2 separate regions of the Triticum aestivum genome follow, and region 2 is linked to region 1. A link is a contact called in public Hi-C data. All regions are on one chromosome and are shown on one strand. The core of a region is the stretch at or near the end of the contact, and the rest is flanking DNA. Distances in the headings are between cores, read along the strand shown.

Region 1 (5,868 bases), core at 856-3,355:
GTTCTGGGATACGTGGGGACGGATGAAAGAGCTGGCATGAGAGCGCGCTGGTTGGCTGGCCGTGCGGCTGCGCGCGAGACTTGTGGCGTGCAGGCTTGCTGATTGGCGAATTTGGAGAAAGGCTAACGATTAACGCATTAATTGGAGCAAAGTATGGCCCGCTGCTTTGTGTACCGCTGCGCTGCCTTGGTCCTGGAGAATTGGTCGGACGGCCCTTTAAACCCGGACGGAGGTAGTATAAATGAGTACAGTTAAGGATGCCCAGATGCCAATCTAAGTAACCTCAAGGACAACCTCTTGTTCTCTTAGTCTCCTACCATGATTCGATCCTCAAAGATACACATAACCATGTATGATCACTTTGAATCATGACTATCATTCGCTGGCAGAAACAACTAAAATACACAATATATGTCCACATCAGTCTGTCTTCACAGAACACTGAACCATTGATTGACACCCAATCCTCGAGTATTCAGGGACAGTGGGACACTAAACCCTAATCTCATAAACACATGTCTAACACTAATTTCTAGGTGCCCATCACCATGCCCATCAGAACAGAAACTTAACATAACCTACTTAGACAATGAAAGCAACGAAGTCACCAAAGGCCATTATCTTACAGATATGGGAGGTGAAATCAGAGCGGATATGGACATATGTCGCTCATTTCGTACCCTAAACCACATTTTTTTCGTGGGACTCAGAGTTGGACATGTGTCGTGCCCGATATGAGTACAAATGCAAATATTACCGGGTACTAATGTTAATCAAATAAGAACTGTATAAAACATAAACCATTTATATGGCAATATAAAGATCAATCAACCATACAATTTCCAAAATGCAACTACATGAATAATTCAACAAGGCAAATTAACTCGTAAATATATGGTTTCCACTTGTTGTACGATGACATTGGATGACATGTACCGTGCAAGACAATGTGAAATTAACCTACCAAAGGCACCTTTCCAAGAAAAATATGTACAAGTACAGCATCAGGAAGGTCGATAGCCACACAAGCAATGGGTCAGGCCTTCAAAAGGGCCGGATATGAGCGGTGGGCTAAGATCTATAGGCTGAGCAAGTTAGCTTGTCCCGTATATCATAGATTATATTATCCGAATAGTTCCGTTACAAAACCGGATATCACTCATCCTATATCACATCCCATATCCTATTCTGGAATCAATGCCGGATTTCTATTTCGGTGAATGGGTAAGTGCTCCAGAAATCAAAGTATCCCTCTATTTTTCACCCATATACACATATTAATGAGACTGAAGTACCAAACAAAAGCTCACCTGATACCCTGATTGCTCCACTGCGCCAGCACTGCCTTTGAAACCCCACTCCCAAACACCATGAGCCAGAGCTTCTCAGCGAGCTCCGGATGCAACTCCTCCCCTTTCTCCTCCTCTCCCACATCAACCTCCAACTCCACTTCCGCCTCCTTCACATCCTCCATAGGTACCACGGTTGATTCCGACTCCACCTTCACGTCCTCCGGGGCGGAAGGTTGCTCCGCCACCACGGCCGTCGGCTGGGACGGCGGCGGCACCACGACGGCGGCGGGCGGGGCGACGGTGACGGGCGGGGCGACGGTGACGGGCGGGGCGACGGCGGCAGGCGGGGCGACGGCGCGGAGGCGCTTCTCGGCGGCGGCGGCCATGAGCTCGCGCTGCTTGCGGCGTGCCTCCGCCTCAGGCGACTCCCCGGCGGGCGATGGGGGCTTGCTGCGCTTGGGCTCGGGCTGCGCCGGCGGCGAGCCGTGGAGGCTCATGCGGAGCGCCATCTGGAGCTCCTCCTCCTCGTCCCGATCCCCCATTGAAAGCCGCTCCGCCGAACCCTGGCCGGATCGATCCGGCTCGAAACCCAAACCCTAGGGCAGGGTTTGGCCCCTCGCCCCCGGTCGTAGGCTTCGAGCTAGGGACGAAGTGGAGCGGGCGGTAGTTGTTGGAATTCGGGCCTGGGGCATCGGGATCCGGGATGGCGGCGGGTCAGGAGGCCGACATGGTCGGTGTATTTGTAGGAGCGCCGTCGCGACGGCGATGCGACGGGGGGTGGTGGGGTGTGTCAGAAACGGAAGTGTTCTCCCGGTGGCTGTTCGGTGCGCTGCACACTTGCGGCTCGGGCGCGTGGTTTGGCTGAACAACCGATGACTTGTGGGGCCAAGATAGATCGTGGCCCAGCTGTCATGGACTGGCGGCAGATGATTCCTGGTGACTGGTTGGACGGTACGGTAGCTTTGGCTTCCCCTGCTTTGGAGTTTGGACAGTGCGGCATGAGATCCGCCTTCATCATTGGTCTACCCTCAAGTCGAATGCGTTTTCGGCCCTTCGATGGAAGAATTTTCGTAATCTCACGGAATTCTATGTATACCATAACATTTAATTGTTGTTCTTTTTATTTTGGAATAGACACATTCTTGCTTCTTACGACCATAAAACTATGTTTCCGAGTTCCATTTCAGGTTTCCATTCTTGCATCGCCGGAAATACTGAAATAAATTCAGAAATAAATGTGAGCACCAGAACTTAACCCTGGTGGGCTCGGGATACCACTGTCCCTCTAACCATTCAATCACAAGTTGGTTCACCGATGTTCATATTTTTAGAATCAATATATTTTCAACAAATTATTAGTGGGTCGCTTGTAGTAATACGATTTGTACTATAATAGTTCTAGCACTTCATAGTGTAAAGTACGAGTTGAGATGCAAAAATGTGCTAAGACGAGAGAAATTTTGTTGAAGCAAACTTGAGGCTGCAGCCCCGCACCCACTCCATCCCAATCTTGACAAATTTAGTGAAGAAAATTCTTTTATATGAGTTTTACATTAAAAGTTAGAGCTTTTGCAAACCCCCCACCCCCCCCCCCCCCCCCACCCCCAGAGAGAACCAATCTTTGTCTAGCTCTCCTAGTATTATTATGTGACGTTGGCTCAAACTTATAGAGATTAGTATACGTGACCGGTATCACAAAAATGTTGATATTCTAAGTAACATGCTTGCATGAATAGTACTCAATTTGTTTCATGTTATTCCTATTATCTTTTTCCCTTGCCATGTGTCTCTCTACCTTATTGTTCTTTGCTTTGGGCATTCTCGATCGACTCAAAAAACACATGCTCATGGTCACTGGAGAATTCTCACCCACATGACACAAGGAGACACCGATCCACACCTTTAAGGCTCCGGGGGTGCCTCGAGCCAACTTTCTTCGATGTAGTTTGTAGTATAGTGAGTTGTCATGTCTCGCCGCCACACGCTTCTGTCGGAAAAATAAAGCGTTTTGAGCTATACTTCTAATGGACGAGTTGGTGAATAGTCTCCGTGGTTTATTTTCGTTGGTTTTTTTTGTGTCTCCTCCCACCACCCCCTCCCACCCTGGTGAATAGTCTCCGCGGTTTATTTTCGCTGGTTTTTTCGTCTCTCCTCCCACCACCCCCTCCCACCCTGGTCCATCTGTTTATTTTTCTCTCCACTTACAACCAGAACTTTCCTAACGTATAACAAATCACGGATCTAACTCTTTTAAATTATGCAAATCAATCGATTCCTTTTATTGGTTCAATTTGTCTTAGGAAACAAATAACAGATTTTCAGAAAACAAATAATACATTTTAATCTAATTTTTCTAACTTATCTAAATCAATCGATTTCTCTTATTAGTGAAATGTGTTTTAGGAAACAAATAACAGACACGTCACAACTTTCCTCCCAATAAATAGTTTCTTAACATTTGCAAACTTTCCTAATCAGACACGTCACAAACGGGCAGGTACTGATATCACGTTACCAAACAATAAAACCTCATTTGCATAGAAATTAGTTCAAAAATCCTAACTTTCCTAATTTTTTACCTTTCCTTGATAACAACCAATATTTCCTATGTTTTCCACCTATTGAAGGAAATCACCCCTCCATCGATATTAGCATTTTTTGGAATGAGATCTCCGATTTTTTTTTTTGCGATTCTTTCCAATGGTGACCTCTCCTTCCACTCCGGCTCCTTCTCGCATAAACACCTCCACCACAGCCAAGTGACACCGCCCCAGACCTCCTGCCTCTCCACACCTTCTCCGCCACCTCCTTCTCGTACTCCATTAACAATCCCTCCGCCACATTTGTCCACGGTGGTGTCGAGGGCATGGCACAGCAGCGTACCAGCGGTAGAGCAGCGCATAGCAGCAGGAAGCAGCACGCAGCAGGCGAGGCAAGCAGCCGACGGTGGAGGGCAGAGATGCGGCCGGCGTGGCTGAGGGGGCGGCCGGCAGAAGATGACCACGACTGGAGGCGGCGCGAGGCAGGGGCGCGACAGCGGGGCGAGCGAAGGGATAGACGGCAGCAGACGGGGCGAGCGCAGCCAGCGAGAGTGTGGCACGCGGCCAGGGTGTGTGTCGCGCGGGGGCACAGTGGTGCGGTGGCGGCGGCGGGCGCGACCGACGCGGTGTAGCACGGGCGTGGGCATGGAGAGGGAGTGGCCCCGCGGGCACGGAAGAAGAGCGGCAGGCTCGGGCATGGGCGTGCATAGGAGCGGGCATGTGCCACGGGGTCAATCCGAGGAGCTCGGTGGCTACCCCTACAATGGCCATGGCGGACGGCGGTTCTCGGCCACGGCAAAATACCTAACGAGAGCAAACGAGAGGGGAAACAGGGGAAAGGCAAGAGGAGATCATGGCGGTGTCAATGGCGCCCTAGGGGAAGACATGGGAGCTCGGGGCGGCGCGGATCGAACGACAATGTCGCGGTGGCCCAAGGTTGAGGAAGACGGCAGCGACGTCGATGCCGGGGTGCTGGACTTGATCTCGTTAGCGCAGACGAAGTAGCGAAGGCGTTCGGAGCTCCTCGACAAGCTCCTAGCCCGCAGGGAGGGCGGTGGCCGTGTGGACGGGGTCGGTCATGGTGGTCGTTGTAACGCCCGGATAATTACGGTACAGTAACCCTCTACTAGCGAGGGCACGTCACCGCTGTTACTGTTGCTAAACTCACTCTATTTCAAAATGATTCAAATTTGAATTAAAAATCAAGTGAAACAAATAAAATTTTCAAGCAGTAAAACTAAAATGTTCGAATAATTCTATAATTTCCCTTGATCATTGCCGTGTTGAAACCAACTTCATTGGACTCAAAAATAAATTCCTAGTAAAATAATAAGTGTTCCTACAACAATTATTTTGGCTTTATCAAAATAAACAATTATTTATTTTACTCCAACTGCCTCCAAACTTCGTGTGTTAGCTCCTAAATATACAAAGTTTTTATGTGCCAAGTGTTAGATTGAACAAAATTTAATTGCTATTTATATAAAATGCAAAGTAGAGTAGAAAACTAAAACAAAAATAATAAAAATAAAAGGACCTAAGCTACTGTGCAAGTGGGCTCTAGTTCCTACAGTATGGCCTGGCCCAATTCGGCCAGCCTCTCGACCTCCTCCTGGAACAGGAGAAGGCCGAAGAGCCATGGCCGCCGAGTGCTTGACTACGCGCACTGCTGCGCCGCGGAGGGGTTAAGAGCAGCCCCTGCCCCCTTTTCCTCTCCCCCGAAACCCTAGCATCCCCCCAGATCCCCTTCCTCTCGCTCTTCCTCTACGCCCGAGACATCGTCGCCGCGCCATCGTCGATCTCGCGGCCACCGACTGCTTCATCATCTCCATCACCGGATCGAGCCCGGGGAGCCACACCAACGACGCCCCCGTCTTCTTCTTCGCCCACGGCCACCGCGGCCATCGCCGTCGATCTCCACCGCCGATGCCTCCCAACCCTCCTCGAGCTCGCCCCACGCTCACTGTGAGCCCCCTCCGTCGACCCCTCTGTTTTTCCCTTTTTAGTCGTCGTAGTCCGCCGACCCCGCTCCCGCG
Region 2 (5,948 bases), core at 269-2,768, 300 kb after region 1:
TAGACACACTCAAGGCCATCTCTCGACGAGACATCCTATTCGTCTCTCTCTCTAGACCTCTCTCATTTCTCGTGCTATCTCTCTCTCATAGCACCCTGGCCCCTCTATCCATGCCTCTCTCAAATACACACACATACCCTCTCTAAGCTTTGCCAAATACGTCAACTACACATTCACACATGTTACATCTTATCATGTGCCCCATTGATCTAAAAAACCCTCTCTTCACTTTTACTTCACATACAACATTCCTTTTGAATAAAAACTACACAAAGTGTGACCAAAAATTTATTTTTAGAAAATCTACATCTATACAATATTACAAAGTTATATGGAGTATGAAAGTTAATTTGCATGGTGCATCCAATGATATTTTGTTCCGCATTGTGAATTTTTATATTTTTATTCTATATATAAAGTTAGTCATAATAAAGAGAAACGAAGAGCATCTCTCTCCATCGCACCCCTCTACGCCCCTTTCACGTACGCATACAAACTATCTCTAGGCCCTCTAAAAATACGCCCCCATCACATTCACTCATGTTTCATCTTTCTCTCGCGAGATAAGAAGAAAGCAAAAGAAGAGCCGTGCCGTGCCATGCCGTTTTCCTGATCCAACTGGATGCCGATCCAGTCGCGCCTTGCTCCTTATGTAGAGCTCACCCACTCTGGGCCCACGAACCTGTGGTTTGGTTGCTTGATCCGAGGTGGCCTGGAGGTGACACGCCCTTGTCCCTGGTTGGTCGAAGGATGCCTTTCTGTTGCCATGCTGCCTTCCCGTGTTGGCTTGGCAGCGTTCCTGCCGCCTGAGGTAGTTTATGTTGGGCCGCTGACACGCGCCATGCTCGCCGTGCTGCCCCCCGCCGTGGGGTTCAAGCTCGACTGCGGGCCTCGCCTCACGCCCGCGCCTGGCCGGTGCTGCTGCAGCCGTCGGCCTCGCCTCCTCGCACCCAGCCGTTGCGAGCTCCCCTGCCCGCTACGTGTTTGACGAAATATCGGGGCGGACATGACATAAAATGCGTCCACTATCGTTGGGCGCACCGGTTGACCAAATAAAAAAGGAAACAAACCCGTCTGCTCGATCAACCCAAATGAACAAGACACAGACAAAAACGAATAGGACTTGGGTCGCTGCGTTGGAGTTGTTCTTACTCCCTCTCTTCACTTACTGTTGGAGTTGAACTAAAACCACGACGCGTAAATCGAGGGAGTACATTCTACTATGTGATCCTAAGCAAACACGCTTTAGAGTTGCGGTCACGCAAGCTCAGCCTGCCTGTACGGCTGTACCGCTTACCGTATCCTTCTCAGCTTCTGGCCGGTACGTCACGGCCACCGGAGCCGGTTCCCTTCGGGTCCGCATCCAATCCAAGCACGGACGAGAGAGACGAACCATTCCGCACTTCCGCCTTTGAACCGCCGTTGGGTCCAGCAAACTCCGTCCCGTCTTTCCGTGCGTGCAGTGCAGATCTCCCACCACCACCAGGCGTCGAAATTTCTCCCTCTCACTCCCCCTCCCTCCTCCTCCTCCTCCTCCCCAGATCCAGGCCCCGGCCCGACGCCTCCGGCCATGAGCGACAGCGATGTCGACGAGGACGAGCTCCTCCAGATGGCGCTGCAGGAGCAGGCCGCCCGGGACCTCAGCCACCAGCGCCCGGCCGGCGCGAACAAGCCCGTCGTCAACCTCGTCCGCCCGCCCGCCAACGCCCGCGGCGGCGCCAAGGCGCGCCAGCCCAGCCGCGGCGGCGACGAGGACGACGACTCCGAGGTCGAGATGCTATCCATTTCCTCCGGCGACGAGGACGGCGCCCCCGCCCGCGAGCGCGGGCCCCCGCCGCCCCGCGGGGGCGGCCGCGCCGGGGCTCGGAGGGCCGCGTCGCGGGACGATGCTGATCTCGACGACGCTGAGCCCAGGAGCTGGAAGCGTGTCGACGAGGCTGAGGTACGGATTGCAGAGATCTCGATCCCGGGGTTGGCGTCTGTGGTGATCGTACGCTTTGATTACCCGGTCAATTATGCTTCTCTTGAGGTTTCCAGGGAAATGAGCCAGAGGGTAGATTTTCTTGATTTCAACAGGGTCGGATCCTTGTTTGATTGCTAAATTTTAGCCACTGGCGTCAAGCTTGTACAGCTACCTCGCTTTCAACATGCACATTGTTTTAGCTCCATCTGGATTATATAGAGTGTGCTCAATTCAATTGTGTCGTGCGCCGTGTTAGTTTTGTGGCACTGCAGAGTAGGCCTGCTTTTTGGACAGGGGGCATTTTTGGCGAGGGTGTAGTTTAATCATGTGAGGCGCATTCCACATTTCCACTTAGCCTGCTTGTATCTTCATGAGATTTGGATTCTGAACATGGAGTTTGACATAATCATAGCCAGTGCTTATACAACTTTGATAATGTGTCATAAGCAATGCTAGGTTCATCACAACAACTGTACCGGTGTGGTTACGATTGCCACGCATTGCTGCCAAGTGTTTCCTCTGTAGGTTGCTGAATAAGACAACTTTCATTTGGGTTTCTTCTAGCTGCAAATTCACAGAATTCTTGTACATCACATATTCTTCCTCCGCCCGGAATTACTTGATGCTCAAATGGATGTATCTAGCACTGAAATACGTCTAGATACATCTGTTTGAGCGTCAACTAATTCCGGACGGAGAGACTATTATTCATAAGTGTCTGCAGTCCGACTCAGTAGAATGTTCATGTAAAAATGATCCACTGGACTCAGCTTAGGGTGTGTTTGGTTGGGGAACTAAGTGGAATGGAATGTCATGGTTCCATTCCACTGGAATGGGTTGGTTCCGTTCCTTTGCTTGGTTCTGAGCAATTAGGTGAAATGGAACGGTTCCATTTTAGTGTTTGGTTGGAGAGAGGAAGGGAATGGATTTGGTTCAGCTCACCCCTTGCATAGAAATGGTGAGATTACCTCTCACATATGTATATGTATATTTTTCACCACTATAGCTCTTTGCATCTTTAACAAACAATAGGACAGGAGAATATATTGTCAAAATCTGTAAGGAAAAGTCATCCACTCATATAGATGTGAAAAGATCTTTAAAATCCTAGTCATCCAAACAAAATATCTTGATAGTTATGGAGGGTATACAATTGTCCCTCTTCTTTCTCAAATTTGTGCATACAATCCTGTACTCCAAAATTTAGTACTCCCTCCGTAAAGAAATATAAGAGCATTTAGATCAATTTTTCAAGAAATATAAATGCTCTTATATTTCTTGAAAAATTGATCTAAATGCTCTTATATTTCTTTACAGAGGGAGTAGTTCTTATCTGATAAAAGTACATCTTTCCAAGAATTAACATGGGTATTAATCTTATCAAGTAATCCAGCACTGTGTCATGAAGCACTGAATACTTCAGCATAACTGCATAAGATCACATAAAAATGCAGCACCGATGTACACAAGAAATACCAAATTGTACAACTGTTGCAACTAGCATTTTATAGAAACCTGAAACTGTGGTTCCAGATCAATCTACGTAAGTACATATCGCTGTACGCTTAGCCATGTCAATTCATGAGTTGTTTTGAGTAGCCAAGACTTGTGTGATACGTAAAAATCTCAGTCTGCAAGATAGATTGGCATCACCGTTGACGAAGCCGCAAGAGAATTTAACTTGCTGCTGTGCTGGTGGGGCCGCGTGTCTCTGTTTGCTCCATGGGCCCTCCGATGCAGCTGTGCGATCTGAGTCATCGCTGCTGTTGCTGCTGTTTTGATCCCTCTTCCCTTCTAGTACACAGCAGCAGGAACAGCACATGTGGCAGCAACCCATCCTTGGGCGTTCAGCCGCCATTGCCCTCGTCTGCAAACAGGGTGAAGCAGCAACAGCCTCTCCAGCAGGCCCCTCACCGCCGCAGCAGCTGGTGACTGTACGTAACGAGCTGTAAGCCTTGGACATGTCCAAGGACTGGCTCGTCGGTGGCATCCCTGATGAGTTCTCAGGGAGGAACTTGAGGCGGCTATGGCGCGGCGCCCTTAGCGCTGAGCTCGAGGCGGAGGAGGGGTGACTACGGGACAAAGTCCGGCAGGCGCGCGTCGGCGGAGCCTGAGAGAAGCGGCGGGAGCGCAAGGTGGCAGAGCATCGGAGAGCCAGCAGCTACAGAGTCTCTCCATCAGCGTGACGGCTACATTGGCTAGCTCGAGGGAGGGAGAGGGCAGGGGAATCGTGGGGACTGAGGCTAGGTCCTGGGTGAGCCGTGATGTTTTTTCTTTTGTCGCTAATTCCAGCGAGAACGTGTAGATTCCACCGATTCAGAGGTATCACCCGGTTCTGCATCTGGGAGTATAGTCCCTTTGGTAGAACCGGCGCATTCCGTTCCTCCACAACCAAACACAGTAATGTGCTCCAAGTATAGAACCGTTCCATTATATTCCACTTGAAGTGCCCAACCAAACACACCCTTAATCTCAACCATTCAACCTTGATGTCTCCTTATACATCATCTTCATATATCTGCATTCTTTGATAATAGTTACCAAATGCCTTGAACATGAAGTTTCATTTCACATGCTATATTGCACTTCTTTGTTTCCATACTCATGCAGAAAAGGCCTAACGCTCATCCGCCTTTGCTTCGGCCAGCTTGCTCGCAGGGTTCGGGAAATGCGTGAAGCAAGAGCAGCGCCTAGCGTTCAAGCACTTGATCAGAAAGCGGCAGCAGCAGCAGCAGCTCGAAAGGCGCTCACAAGTGTACAGACTTTACCTAAAGGCGTGGAGGTTTTGGATCCATTAGGCCTTGGGTAACTATCTGGGTCATCAAACATTTATGATCAATTAAAGCCGTGTTCTGTTTCTAGTGCTCCAATCATATTACACCTGGAAAATATTTTGTAAAAGAAATAAGTCCAGTTCATGCTCAGTTCTCACCTACTAGTGCATCCCTTGCACCAAAAGGTGCACCTTGGGCTTCACGTATATTCTATGAATGCCTTGTGTGAATTTTTGATGAGTATCCTGCTGCTATGCGGGTACTAATATTTCTTTTCACAGTCTTCTGTGATTGTGGATGGGTACGCACAAACTGTCAAATCCTATATGCCTTGGCCTTAAAGACACTTTTCTGGATACTAGCTTCTGACCCAGAGACAGCCTGTTTTGTAGACACTCGGGCAGGGGAATGGGAGTTTGCACAAGGGTGTTTATGGAGGGATTAGGCATGGGAAGTAGATTTTTACTCCCATTCCCTTGTTTGGTATATGATGGGAATTAGCGTGGGATAAAACTATGCTCATGAATTAACAGGCTACCCCCGGGAAGAAATTGGTGCGAATTGACTTCCTCAACTCCCATTCCCCTTCCCACTTAAACTCCCATTCCCTTTAATCAAACGGTGGACTTTTATTCTTCTCACCTCTCAACTTCCATTCCCCATCTCTAATTCCCCCGAACCAAACACGCGGAGAAGCCAATACATTTTTGTTTTGTTTTGTTGGAAAAGTCCAGAAGCCAGCTTAAGATGGGGTGGGTGGGACAATCAGGTAAAAAGCTAGAGAAGCTAGGAGGGATTAGCTTTCTGTGTCCTTCTTTGCGTTAGCTTCCGTTTATCCAAAAGACAAGTGGAGAAACGGTAGGAGGGATCATATTCTTTGTCATTCTTTGAGATAGCTGTTTATCCAAAAGGCAAGTGGAGAAGAAGCCTGGTATTTAGACTGGCTTCTTCATCTGCCTTTAGAAGCTGAAGTAGAAGCCTGGCCAAATAGGCATCGTCACTCATGGAAAGATTTGTGAATCACAATGTGTTTTAAAAACTTATTGAAGTAATGAACATGGCCTTTATTGTGATCTATTTGGAATTTGGACATAACAGATATTAACTCAAAAGTGTCGATAGTGCTGTGCAGTGCAGTGTCTGCGTCACAGGCTATGTAGCACAGGGAATCAAAATAACCATGTGTTGTTTATTTTCTATTCTTCTATGTC

The links. Hi-C and Micro-C count contacts between places; a contact is called where the count stands out from the background.
Region 2: a contact with region 1 is called in a Hi-C map of leaf, with 5 times the contacts expected there. The contact joins the promoter of LOC123053283 here to the promoter of LOC123053282 in region 1. A contact is called at or near these places in 2 of 5 Hi-C or Micro-C datasets (both in leaf).

What each region holds. Positions count from the first base shown.
Region 1 is chr2D:382,272,568-382,278,435 of IWGSC CS RefSeq v2.1, forward strand. LOC123053282 (ubiquitin carboxyl-terminal hydrolase MINDY-3) reads right to left here and starts at 2,106. Exons shown (of 7, transcript XM_044476738.1): 1 at 1,311-2,106. The coding sequence starts at 1,834.
Region 2 is chr2D:382,575,692-382,581,639 of IWGSC CS RefSeq v2.1, forward strand. It overlaps LOC123053283 (exocyst complex component SEC5B), which reads left to right and starts at 1,519. Exons shown (of 21, transcript XM_044476739.1): 1 at 1,519-1,942; 2 at 4,611-4,768. The coding sequence starts at 1,519.